Regions from separate parts of the Sus scrofa genome. Here region 1 is linked to region 2. The links are chromatin contacts, called in public HiChIP or PLAC-seq maps. All regions are on one chromosome and are shown on one strand. The core of a region is the stretch at or near the end of the contact, and the rest is flanking DNA. Distances in the headings are between cores, read along the strand shown.

Region 1 (6,004 bases), core at 1,157-3,656, 87 kb after region 2:
ACTCTATCCCGCCTCCTCTCTCACCTTCTCTCTCTCCCCCCACCCCACCCCGGACACTACAACTTCCCCGTCAGCCCATGAGAAAGCCAAGCTGATTCCAGTTACCCAGGCCCCAAAATGTAGAGTCACCAGAAGTCTACCTGGTTCCTAGGAAACCTGCTGAGAAAACTGCCCCAGGCTCTGGTTTTTGTGGTTTTTTTAGGGCCACATGTGCATACAGAGCTTCCCAGACTAGGGATCGAATCGGACCTGTAGCCGCTGGCCGACACCACAGCCACAGCAACGTGGGGAGCAGCGTCTGAGACCTCCACACAGCTCATAGTGATGCCAGATCCTGAACCCACGGAGAGAGGCCAGGGATCGAACCCGCATCCTCATGGATGCTAGTCAGGTTCATTACCACTGAGCCACTATGGAACTCCAACTTTGCCCACTTAAACGCTGAAGAAACAGAGGCACAAAAAATCATATGCATGAGGTCTTGGTGCCATTAAGTGGCAAAGAGGGGATTTGAACCCAAAACAGTCTGACTTTGGAGCACACGCCGCCTAATACTGATGACACACTGCCGCCTCGCACAGAGCCAAGTGCCACCGCTGTCCTCAGAGCCCATCACATCTCATCTCCTGCTCTTCACAGCACAAAGCCTGTGTGTTCATCTTCCCTGAGGGCAGGGGCTGTGCCTGAAACACCTGTCAACCCTCCTCCCTTAGAAGCCCCCAGTATCTGGTCTATACCTGCTGAAGGACTAGATAAATCTTTTTTTTTTTTTTTTGTATTTTTGCCATTTCTTGGGCCACTCCCATGGCATATGGAGATTCCCAGGCTAGGGGTCGAATCGGAGCTGTAGCCGCCAGCCTACACCAGAGACACAGCAACGCGGATCCGAGCCGCATCTGCGACCTACACCACAGCTCACGGCAACGCCGGATCCTTAACCCACTGAGCAAGGGCAGGGACAGAACCCACAACCTCATGGTTCCTAGTTGGATTCGTTAACCACTGAGCCACGATGGGAGCTCCAGGACTGGATAAATCTTTAAGAGAATCAAAGGCAGGCAGTTTCCAGGGCCATGCTGGTGGCTCTGCCTTCACAGATCTTTCCAACTGTGCCAAGTAGACACCAGACCAGTTAGCTGGCTTTTAAGAATCAGAGCCACCTGGAATGGAACATGGCCAGGGCAGCTGTTTACTCTGTCAAGAACTCGCTGTTGGAGTTCCTGTCGTGACTCAGCAGAAACGAATCTGACTGGCATCCTTAGGGACAAAGGTTCGATCCATGGCCTCGATCAGTGGGTTGAGGATCCAGTGTTGTCATGGGCTGTGGTATAGGTTGCAGATCTGGTGTTGCTATGGCTGTGGTTGTGGTGTAGGCTACAGCTCCAATTCGACCCCTACCCTTGCATGGGGACCTCCATATGCCGCAGGTGCAGCCCACAAAAGGAAAAAAAAAAAAAAAATCACGCTGTTTCTCAAACAAGAACTGCCTGTTTTCCAGGGAACATCCCCTGCAGGGGGCTATGCTCTGTCTACCTCCTCACTCTCCAGGTACCTGAGGTTTAAGACACCAGTGGGGCAGCCAATTAGAGGCAGTAGAAGAATCTGGCTGGGCAAGCCTGAGCCCTGCACTCCAGCCTCCGCCTCTGGTTCTCTGAAAACACTCTCTCCCCAGGCTTCAATTTCTGTATCTGTAAATGGGAGTAGGGTTGGTCTAAGAGAGCTTCCTGTCCCTCCCAGAGGCCTCCAGACTGGAAGAAAAGTTTTTCGGATCTGGCTCTTACCAGCCACCCCTTGCAGGCTCCTGCTCACCGCGTCCACACAGCTCTGACAGGTCATCTGCACCGCGAACTCTAACTGCAAAGGTAGCAGGAACGGGTCGATAAGAGCTGGGAAATTCCTTCTTGCGTGATTTTGTTTCACTATCTCCCCTATGACCACCCCCAAAGGCCTGGAGTAACGGCGCCCCACGTGATTCCTCCTCAAGCTCCTTCATTATCACTCACGATCATTTCAGGACCAACACCCACCCCCCAACATTAACGCCAAGGGCTCTGTTGGTCTCACATTCCAGTTTCGAGCTGGGGCCCCAGGCCCCAACCCAGGCGTCCGCTCCTTCCCCCATTCTCAAGTTAACGATCACCCCAGACGCCGAGGCTCTGTGCTCTGCGAGGTCCCCACACGAGGCCTCGACCCTCACCATGCAGGCAGTCTCGCGGTCCCTCGAGTCCGATGCCATCCTGGACCCAGGCACCTGCCGAAGGACCCGTTCTGTCCGGGTCGGCAGGCACCAACCCAGAACAGCGCCGCGGGGAGGCGGAGCCCGGGAAGACGCTCCTCGCCCCGCCTCCTGGTGCGCACGCAAACAAGGCACCGCGCCTCCCCACCCACCACCAGGCTGCGGCGGGCATGGGCCGCGCAGGCGCACTTGGGCATCCGGGCCATCGTTGCCTCAGCAACCGCCAGCTCCGCCTGCCGGGCCCGGGATGCCAGCCCTGAGATGGAGCCCAATAAGCCGGAGCCAGAGCTCCAGAGGTTTTACCACAAGTTGCTGCGTCCGCTGTCGCTCTTCCCCCGCAGGGCGACGCACACAGAGTCTGAGAAGCGCCTCCCGAAGGAGGTCCCCATGCTGCTGCCCCTGCCCTTCTCCCGACTGACCGTGGCGTCCCTCTGCCGCCAGGTAACGGAGCGGCTGGCCAGCAGCGGGCTGGAGGCGCGCGCGCCTGCGAAGGTACGACTCTGTTTCACCCAGGTCATCCTGGACGAGCTAAAATGCAGCTGGCAGGAGCCCCCCGCGGAACCTGGTCTGAGCCACTTGGACAATCAGAGGCTGCGGAAGCGGCTCCTGGTCTACGTGCTGCTCAGCAGCGAGCTGCTCTTCGTACGCTCCCTGCACCTTCAGAAGATGCTGTCGACACCTGCAAGTGTCTTCACTGAATCAGCCACGCTCACCCGGTTGGCCGCCAGCCTCGCCAGGGAATGCACAATCTTCCTCACCAGCCCCGACGTCTACCGTGGGCTGCTCGCTGACTTCCGCGCCCTGTTGAAGGAAGAGCAGGCCCAAGCCCGCAGGTCCAGGCTGCGCCCGGGCGGCTCCCCTGAGGCTTTCAGGCTCTGCCCTATCCCGTGGTATGAGAGCCCTAGCTTTGCCCAAGTGCCGAATTTCAACCTCAGCCTGAACGATCTCATCCAGCTCAGCCGCCCGCGAGAGTCTGTCAGTGAGCCTGAACTGGATCCGGTAAAGGAACTGAAGTCCATTCCCCAGCTGAAGAAGAGGAAGCCTCTCCGCTGGCTGTCCTCCGTGCAGAAGAAGAGAGAAAGCAACTTGGGTTCTCCACAGCCTGCGTCCCTGCCTGCGTGCTCTGCGGCTCCCCCCAGCCGGACTCCCGCCCCCTCCCACTTGCCCCTCTCCTTCCAGCTCCAGAGGGGCCAGTCCTTGCCCTCCCTACGTGAGGGCTGGAAGCTAGCAGATGAGTTGGGTCTTCCTCCGCCCTCTCCTCGACCCTTAACCCCGCTGGTCCTGGTTGCAGAGAGCAAACCTGAGCTGGCAGGGGACACAGTGGCTGAGGACCTGAAGCAGATAATGAGGAACATGGAATTGCATCGGACCCGCTGCTCACTGGTGGACTCAGGCCTGCCCCCGCTCCTGGGGGCCCTGACCTACCGCCCTCGCCCAGGACACCACATGGAAGAGCTGCAGAGAATGTTGAAGGGTCTGGAGGAGAATGAAGCGGCTGGGCAGCGCCCCCCCACGCCCCCTCCACTTGAAGCACAACCGGTGACTGTTACTTTGAAGCTAAGAAATCAGGTGGTCCAGGCAGCCGCTGTACAGGTCTCGGGGCGAAACTTTGTGGATTCCTTCCACGTTGACGGGGCCGGAGTCTTGTACAACCACTTGACTGGCGAGCTGGAACCCAGACTTGTCGAGGAAATGGATGTGGACCTCTCTGTCGGCAGTAGCATCAGGGAGATTTACAAGGAGCTGATGAGCCGTGTCTCCAAAGACCACTTCTCTTTCGACCAGGGGCCCCTGGTGGAGCCTGCAGCCATTCAAGACTGGTCGGCCTTCCTGTCCTCAGCCTTTCTAAATCAAGAAAAACAGCGTCGCAGCATCAACACCGAGCTGGCTGGGCTTTATCCCCAGGGAGCCAACACCTTACAGCACCCCCCGGATAAGATGGCCTCCCTCCTGTCACTGCAAGCAGGAAAGAGCTGGGAGAAGCGGTCCCACGGGGCCTTGTGGATGAACTGGTGGAAAACCGCTTTGTCTGTGGACGACTACTTCAGGTATCTCGCCAACCAGGAGACAGATTTCCTCCATGTCATCTTCCACATGTATGAAGAGGAGGTTCCTGCGGAGCCCGTGACCCCTGTGCAAGAGACCCTAAAGATCCAGCTCCCGCCTCCCTTGCTGGAAGAGGACGAACCAGACTTTGTGCCAGGAGAGTGGGATTGGAACACGGTGCTGGCGCACAGGCTAGGACCTAAGAAGAACAACCTGCTGGAAGACTCTCACAAGATCCTGAGCCTGCAGAAGCGTCTGGAGCGGCTGTGGTCCATGCTTGAGGTCCGCGACAAGGACCGGCTGGACATGGCCGTCAAGTACAGCTCCAACGCCCGTCTCAGGCAGCTGCCGTCCCTGGTGAGTGCCTGGGAGCGGGCCTTGCAGCCCATTCAGCTGCGGGAGATCTTGCTCGGGAGACTGGAGTGGTTTGAGCGACAAGCCTCCGACCCTAACCGCTTCTTCCAAAAGACTGCCACGGGCCTGAGTCGCTTCCTGGAGGAGAGTCAGATCCGCAGCCATCTCCACAGGAAGCTCCGTCTAGTGGAGGCTCCTTTGGTTCCGCTCCTGGAGGAGATCGAGTCAGTCTTTGGTGAGCCAGTGACCTTCAAGGGGCGCCGCTACCTGGACAAGATGAAGCAGGACAAAGTGGAGATGCTCTACTGGCTGCAGCAGTGGCGGCGGCTCCGCCACCTGGTCCGGGCCAGGAGGGCCCCCCACCCACCCACCCTGTCCAGGAAGCTCAGCAGCCAGTCTCTACCAGTCCCTGGGAACACTCCCAATGCCCTTTGACCAGGCCAGGTGCCCTCAGAACCCGCCCTCACCGCCATCCACCCAGCAGCTCATCCGGGGCCTCTTGACGGCTTTGAAAGAAACGCTGTCTGGGAGTGCAGGGTTCTGAAAAACGGTACCTCCAACCACCAAGGGACTGAAACTAACACTTTCTTTGACCATGAAGTTCTCAGAAAAGAAGCCCCAAGCCCAGTATTCTCATTTCTTCCAAGCTCTGCACAGTACAGCCCAAATCTCATATTTGCAGACGAACTGAGACGTCCCTTGGAGTTCCTTGCAATGGGAAATGTCAGACAGATGCAAACCATCCCCTTTGGAACACCCCACCTCAGTCTAGCACACTGCACTTGATTGGCGAATTCGGGCCCCAGACCCAGAGGCTTTATGGCATAAGAGCTAAGAGCAGTGCTCTGGAGTTAGGCCATGTGAGTTTAAATCCTGGCTGTGTAACTTTAGGCAAGCTACCTAACTGTTCTGCATCTGGCCCTTCCTCCATCCAATGGAGGGGTTGGGTCCAGCTCGTCCCTCCTTCCAGTTCCAGCAGCCTGTTGGTAGAGCTAAAGTTTTTCATTAAATTTGTATCAGTTCGGGAGTTGCCGTTGTGGCTCAGTGGTTCACGAATCCAACTAGGAACCATGAGGTTGCGGGTTCGATCCCTGGCCTCGCCCAGTGGGTTAGGGATCCTGTGTTGGCTGTGAGCTGTGGTGTAGGTCGCAGATGCGGCTCAGATCCCAAGTTGCTGTGGCTCTGGCGCAGGCTGGCGGCTACAGCTCCGATTAGACCCCTAGCCCAAGAAATGGCAAAAAGACAAAAAAAAAAAAAAAAATTGTATCAGTTCATACAAGCACATGGTTCGCGAAGTACGCGAAGGTCTTACCATCCTAACCTCCAGGATCTCAGCTCTCCTCCTTGTAGGAAACGCCTGTTCCCAGT
Region 2 (5,927 bases), core at 1,687-4,186:
GAAGGTAAAAGGGAATAAATGAGAACAGGGAAATAGGAGTTCCCATCGTGGCTCAGTGGTTAACGAATCCGACTAGGAACCATGAGGTTGTGGGTTTGATCCCTGGCCTCGCTCAGTGGGTTAAGGATCTGATGTTGCCATGAGCTGCGGTGTAGGTCAAAGATGCGGCTTGGATCCCGAGGTGCTGTGGTTCCGGCGTAGGCCAGCAGCTATAGCTCCGATTCGACCCCTAGCCTGGGAACCTCCATATGCTGCAGGTGTGGCCGTAAAAAGCACACGCACACACACACACACAGAGAGAGAACAGGGAAATAGATGAGGGGACAGGAGTTGGAATGGTACAGTCAGAGCTATGAGGAGGAACAATATAAAAAGAGGAGAAAAGAATGGTGAAAATGAAAATATTAAAAGGGTGAAAACTGCTAAAACACCATTAGTTTTGGTGACCTCAGAAAACTTGCAGAATTGGAGAAAGACCTCAAAAGACAGTGCATGACGGTGAATGACAGACAGCAGGTCCGGACTCTATTTGCAAAGTCTGTGCTGGAACACAGGAAGAAACCCAAGTTAGAAAACAAGCAACGGTGGGAGTTCCGGTCATGGCGCAGTGGAAATGAATCCGACTAGAAACCATGAGGTTGCAGGTTCGCTCCCTGGCCTCGCTCAGTGGGTTAAGGGTCCGGCATTGCCATGAGCTGTGGTGTAGGTCACAGACACGGCTCGGATCTGGCATTGCTGTGGCTGTGGCATGGGCCAGCAGCTGTAGCTCCAGTTAGACCTCCAGCCTGGGAACCTCCATATGCCGCAGGTGCGGCCCTAAAAAGACAAAAGACAAAAAAAAAAAACAAAAAAAAAAACAGTAATGGTGAAGATGACTGTAAACTATTTCAGAAATGGGCAAGGAGGTCCCTACACATGTTTCAAAAGTCTGAGTGTAGAGAGAAACTGGAAATGACCAAGAAGAGAGGGAAAAGGAGAGAGAAATAGAATTAGGTGGGAGACAAACATGAGTGTTATCAGAATTGGAAGAACAGTGCCTCTTCTGAAATTGCCGGAATTTCAAAAAGAATTCAGGGAAAGAAACATAACAAAGTAGTTGGGCAGGAAGAGAGCAGCCTGGAGAATTTGTGCCTGATAGTATCTGAGAGGATATCAAGGAGGAACGGTGACTGACAACCAACCTGGCATGCTCTACCTGCAGATAAGCTCAGGCCATCCATCTCCATAAATGTCTATTCTTTGTTCAAAGCTAACAGCGAGTAATTCACATTAATAACTTCCCTTCTTGCCACCAGGAGGTGCCCTTGGACCACAGCTGAGTTCTGAAAGCGAGGAAGTGCCGGGGAACTCAATTTCCCAGCCCTCCCGCGGCTTGGTGTGCACGTGGGGACGCTGGGCTACCCCTGAAACAAGCACCCTCTCTGGGCCTGCACACCAGGTATTCCTTTGGTGTGCTCGCCAAGGACCAGAAACGCGAATGACACACAATTAGGGCCTAGTTCTCTAGCTAGGGAGGGAAAACTCGCCTTTCAATACATATGACAAACGAAACTTAACTAAGTTAGCCTCTTAGAGCTACTCAGCTCTGCCATTTTTAGTCCTCCGTTTCCTCACCAATGAATAATGTTTGCAATTTAAAAATTTTTAATTATGTTTAAAAACTCTACAAAGAAAGATTAGGTTTGCCTAAAATGTGGCGCGCCCGTATTTCTCAAACGTTCTCCCAAGCGGCCGTAGAGGATGGCCAGGCCTCTGAGAAAACCGCCTTTTAGCGGACCCAGTGAGATAACCCTTTGTCATCAGCCACTGCCCTCCTCCCCCACCCCCATGGCCCAATAGCACGATCCATTGTGATGCTTAGTGACTCTCCCGGGCTTCTGATTTCACCCAGGCAGTGGTTGCGTCCAGAGCCCTTCTGACGCAGGAGCTCCGACCCGCCACCTTCCAGGGTGGTGATTGGCTACCGGGGGGCAGGGGGCGGGCTGACCTCCGCGCCGCAGCGCCGTCACCAGCTGGCCCCGCCCCTGTATCGGGGCGGCTGGGAGCCGAGCCCCGGGCAGCCATTTGTATGCGGCCGCGGGATTGGTCGCCCGGCTCCCGCGAGGGGGAGGGGAGGGAGGCAGCGCGCACTCGCGCGTGCGTGAGCTGGCGCGCGAGAAAGGGCCCGGTCCCGCCGAGGCTCGAGCGGCCGTCGCCATTTTGTAGGGTTCTCTCTGACGCGGGAGCCGCCGCCACCGCCGCCGCCACCCGGAGGTGCGAGGGGTTCTTGTGGGTGTGTGGGGGGCCTGGGAGCGGGCCGGGCCGGGTCTCTGGCGGACGGGGACGGCCTAGGGTTTGCCGTTCTCCTCACACTGCAAGAGGTCCGGGAAGACAACGGGAGGAGGCGGGGCCGGGTCTCCGGAGGGGGCGGGGCAGGGGTCAGGTCGAGTCTTTGTTGGGGCGAAGGAACTGGAGTTGGGCCGCTTGAAGAGGGGTGGTCCTAGTTTGGGGCCAAGGAGGCCTTTTTATTCCTAGAGTATCGTGAAAGGTGATGCTGCACGGAGGAGAGGTACCCAGATTTCCCTCCAAAACCGTTGTTACCAGGGACAGTCAGATAGATGCCTCTTGCTCCCAGCTTGGAGTCTTCTCGTACCTGCTCCCCCAAAAAGAGTTTTTTAAACCAACCCTGTGCTTAGAATGTGCCTCATTTTACAGAGATGTTGGACTATGCAATGCATGCTGACACCCGCTCTGTTTGCACATTACACAGAGCTTACACTACTCTTTCAAAGCAAATCTTTTCCCTCCGCTCTTGGAAGAATAATGAATGTCTATGTGAGGATCTTGAAGATGCCAAGAACTTCGGAGGATTAATCCAAAATGCAGTGTACCGAAAATTTCTCCTCCACTGCTAACTTTTGGAAATTTCGTTTCTTTTCTCCCAGGCTCTTGTCAGGATGGTAAAGCTGTTCATTGGGAACCTGCCCCGGGAGGCCACAGAGCAGGAGATCCGCTCACTGTTCGAGCAGTATGGGAAGGTGCTGGAATGTGACATCATTAAGAACTACGGCTTTGTACACATAGAGGACAAGACGGCGGCCGAGGATGCCATTCGCAACCTGCACCACTACAAGCTGCACGGGGTGAACATCAACGTGGAAGCCAGCAAGAATAAGAGCAAAGCTTCAACCAAGTTGCATGTGGGCAACATCAGTCCTACTTGTACCAACCAAGAGCTTCGGGCCAAATTTGAGGAGTACGGTCCAGTCATCGAATGTGACATCGTGAAAGATTATGCCTTCGTACACATGGAGCGGGCAGAGGATGCGGTGGAGGCCATCAGGGGCCTTGACAACACAGAGTTTCAAGGTGAACTGCCCTGGGGCCTGGGTGGCGAGAGTGAGTGGGGTCTAGTTCTAGACAGAGGCAGAAACACAGGACCATGGGTCTGGTAGGGTGGTGTCTTCCATTCTATTTCGGTTGGAAATAATAGATTGTATGTTTACCACACTTCAGCACAACTTACTCTTGGAGAAGCAAACACTTCTCCTTTTCACCTTTGCCAAGATGTTCCTCAGCAACTTTGTAGAATCTCAAACAGTGGGGGTTACCTTATCCTGCAGCCTTCATTCACTTAAGTGCTGTTGGAGGTTTAATCTGCCTGGGCCAATGAGTACCTCATGGGAGAGGGGAGGACGAAGGCCTGTGGCTTACCTGCTTCTTTTATGATATGATGGAAAGTGTTATATTAGAGAATTTATTTAATTTTTTGGACTGCGGCCACAGCATGTGAAAGTTCCTGGGCCAAGGATCGAACCCACACCACAGCAGTGACAATGCCAGATCCTTAACTTGCTGAAGCACCAGGGAGTTCCTTTTAGTTTTATTTATTTATTTATTTATTTTTTGAGATTTTAAATGGTTAAGATTTATACTCTTTACTGCTTTGAGGTATGAGTTATGGGAAAGGAGAACCGAGACATCTAGAGGTGTTCCTGGTGGTGACTCTGGATTAGCTCTTTGCTCAGATTTGCTCAGTACTGTGAACTATACAAGCAGGTCCAGAGACCATGGCAGGGACTAGACTGTTCCACTTACTGTTATTTAACTCGAAGGGAAAAAAAGAAAATTTCTAAAAATATTAGGTTGAATGGGAGTGATGGTCCTGCTTATGAGATTTGCAGTAAGGCTGCTGTATTATTTATGTTATTAATAAAGGTACATATGTTGTCGTTAATGCCAGGAGGTTGTCTGAAGACTCTAGAACTGTGCTCATGTGGTAGCCACTAGCCCCATGTGACTTTTAAATTGAAATGAAATTTTAAGATTTGGTTTCTCAGTTGTGCTGCACACCTTTCAAGCATTCAGAGTCATATGAGGCTAGCGGTTGCTGTATTAATGCAGATATGGAACATTTCCGTCATCACAGAAAGTTCTGTGCATAGTGCTCTTCTACAAGTTTCTTGTTGACAGCATCATCTTGGACAACAGGTTTACAGCCACTTTTCAGGTTTGTAAATTAAGACCTTTTTTCTCGAGTGCCGCTAAAGGGGTTGTTAACACTTACTCAAGAGTCCTCTACTAAACCTAGAAAACAGAAAAGAAATGGAAAGGAGAAAAAGGTGACCAGAAAAGGGTAAGAAAGTTTACCAGTAGTAGAGATTGCAAATAGTGTGTCAGATATCTCTGCCTCAGCCAGTGGTGCCCTGGCCTTTAGCTACTCTTTAAAGCACAGGCAAAAGTTGTAACTTGTGTAACTTTGGGCAAGTGTCTTAATCTTGCTGTGTTTCATTTCCCCACTTAGAAAGGAGAGTTAATGACCCCTGCCGTACCTCCCTCACAGGATGATAGTGAGCCCAGAATGAGGTGCTAGGCGTGAGAGTGTTTTGACGTGAAAACACTGTATGATGAAAGGTGAGGGGTTCCCTTCATGGCTCAGCCGTTAATGAACCCGACTAGGAACAATGAGGATGTGGGTTCGATCCCTGCCCTCGCTCAGTGGGTTAAGGATCTGGCGTTGCTGTGGCTGTGGTGTAGGCTGGCAGCTGTAGCTCTGGTTCGACCCCTAGCTTGGAAACTTCTGTATGCAGCAGGTGCGGCCCTAAGAAAAAAAAAAGGTGAGTGGTGTTGGCAACAAGAAGTATATTTCTGTTATGGTTAAAAAACTTCTTTAAAATGTGGTAGTTAGCTTTCCTTATGTATATTTTTCTTTTAGTAGTCTGGAAGCTGTTGCACTTCATATAGCTTTAAAAATATTCTTAATTACCGTCATTTGATGAAGGAGAGGACTGTGAATGGACAGTGTTGGGAACTGGTGTTCTCTTTTTACAGGCAACAAGCAAAATGTAAAAATGCGGCCTGAGTTAGGTACAAACTGCAGAGATATTCTAGGATAATGCTGCATGTCCTTACCTTTTTTTTTTCATCTTGTATAATGAACTTTTATTGACATGGAAAGTAGTCATTAAGAACAGGGGTTTTCATGAGTTGCTGTCGTGGCTTAGGGGTAACAAATCCAAGTATGCATGAGGACTGGGTTCGATCCCTGGCCTCACTCAGTGGGTTAAGGATCTGGCGTTGCTGTAAGCTGCGGTGTAGGTCACAGACCCGGCTGGGACCTGGCGTAGGCTGCATGGCTCCGATATGACCCCTATCCTGGGAACTTCTGTGTGCCACGGTGTGTCCCTAAAAAGACAAAAAAAAAAAAAAAAAAAAAAAAAAAAAGATACCATTTGTTGAAGACATGAAAGCTGATGTCCTCAACATAAGGCTTAAAAATTTTTTTGTTGTTGTTGCTGGGAGGCGGGGGGCGTGCCCATGGCATGTGGAAGTTCCTGAGTCAGGGATCAAACCTGAGCCACAGCAGCCACACGAGCTGCTACAGTGACAACACCGGATCCTTAACCTGCTGCACCACAGGGGAACTCCCATAAAGGTTTTTAAAATTT

The links. HiChIP or PLAC-seq counts read pairs in DNA pulled down with a chosen protein or histone mark.
Region 1: an H3K27ac HiChIP or PLAC-seq map of skeletal muscle shows a contact between it and region 2. The contact joins the promoter of CCDC87 here to the promoter of RBM4B in region 2. A contact is called at or near these places in 3 of 5 promoter capture datasets (fetal liver, fetal skeletal muscle and liver), 30 of 47 Hi-C or Micro-C datasets (adipose tissue, alveolar macrophages, blood and 13 more) and 2 of 2 datasets of contacts at active chromatin or transcription factors (alveolar macrophages and skeletal muscle).

The regions. Positions count from the first base shown.
Region 1 is chr2:5,831,025-5,837,028 of Sscrofa11.1, forward strand. CCDC87 (coiled-coil domain-containing protein 87) reads left to right here and starts at 2,407. Exons shown (of 1, transcript XM_003480670.4): 1 at 2,407-6,004. The coding sequence starts at 2,498. The coding sequence ends at 5,071. CCS (copper chaperone for superoxide dismutase) reads right to left here and starts at 2,239. Exons shown (of 8, transcript NM_001001866.1): 1 at 2,198-2,239; 2 at 1,782-1,854. The coding sequence starts at 2,236.
Region 2 is chr2:5,743,338-5,749,264 of Sscrofa11.1, forward strand. It overlaps RBM4B (RNA binding motif protein 4B), which reads left to right and starts at 2,937. Exons shown (of 2, transcript NM_001123188.1): 1 at 2,937-3,348. The coding sequence starts at 2,937.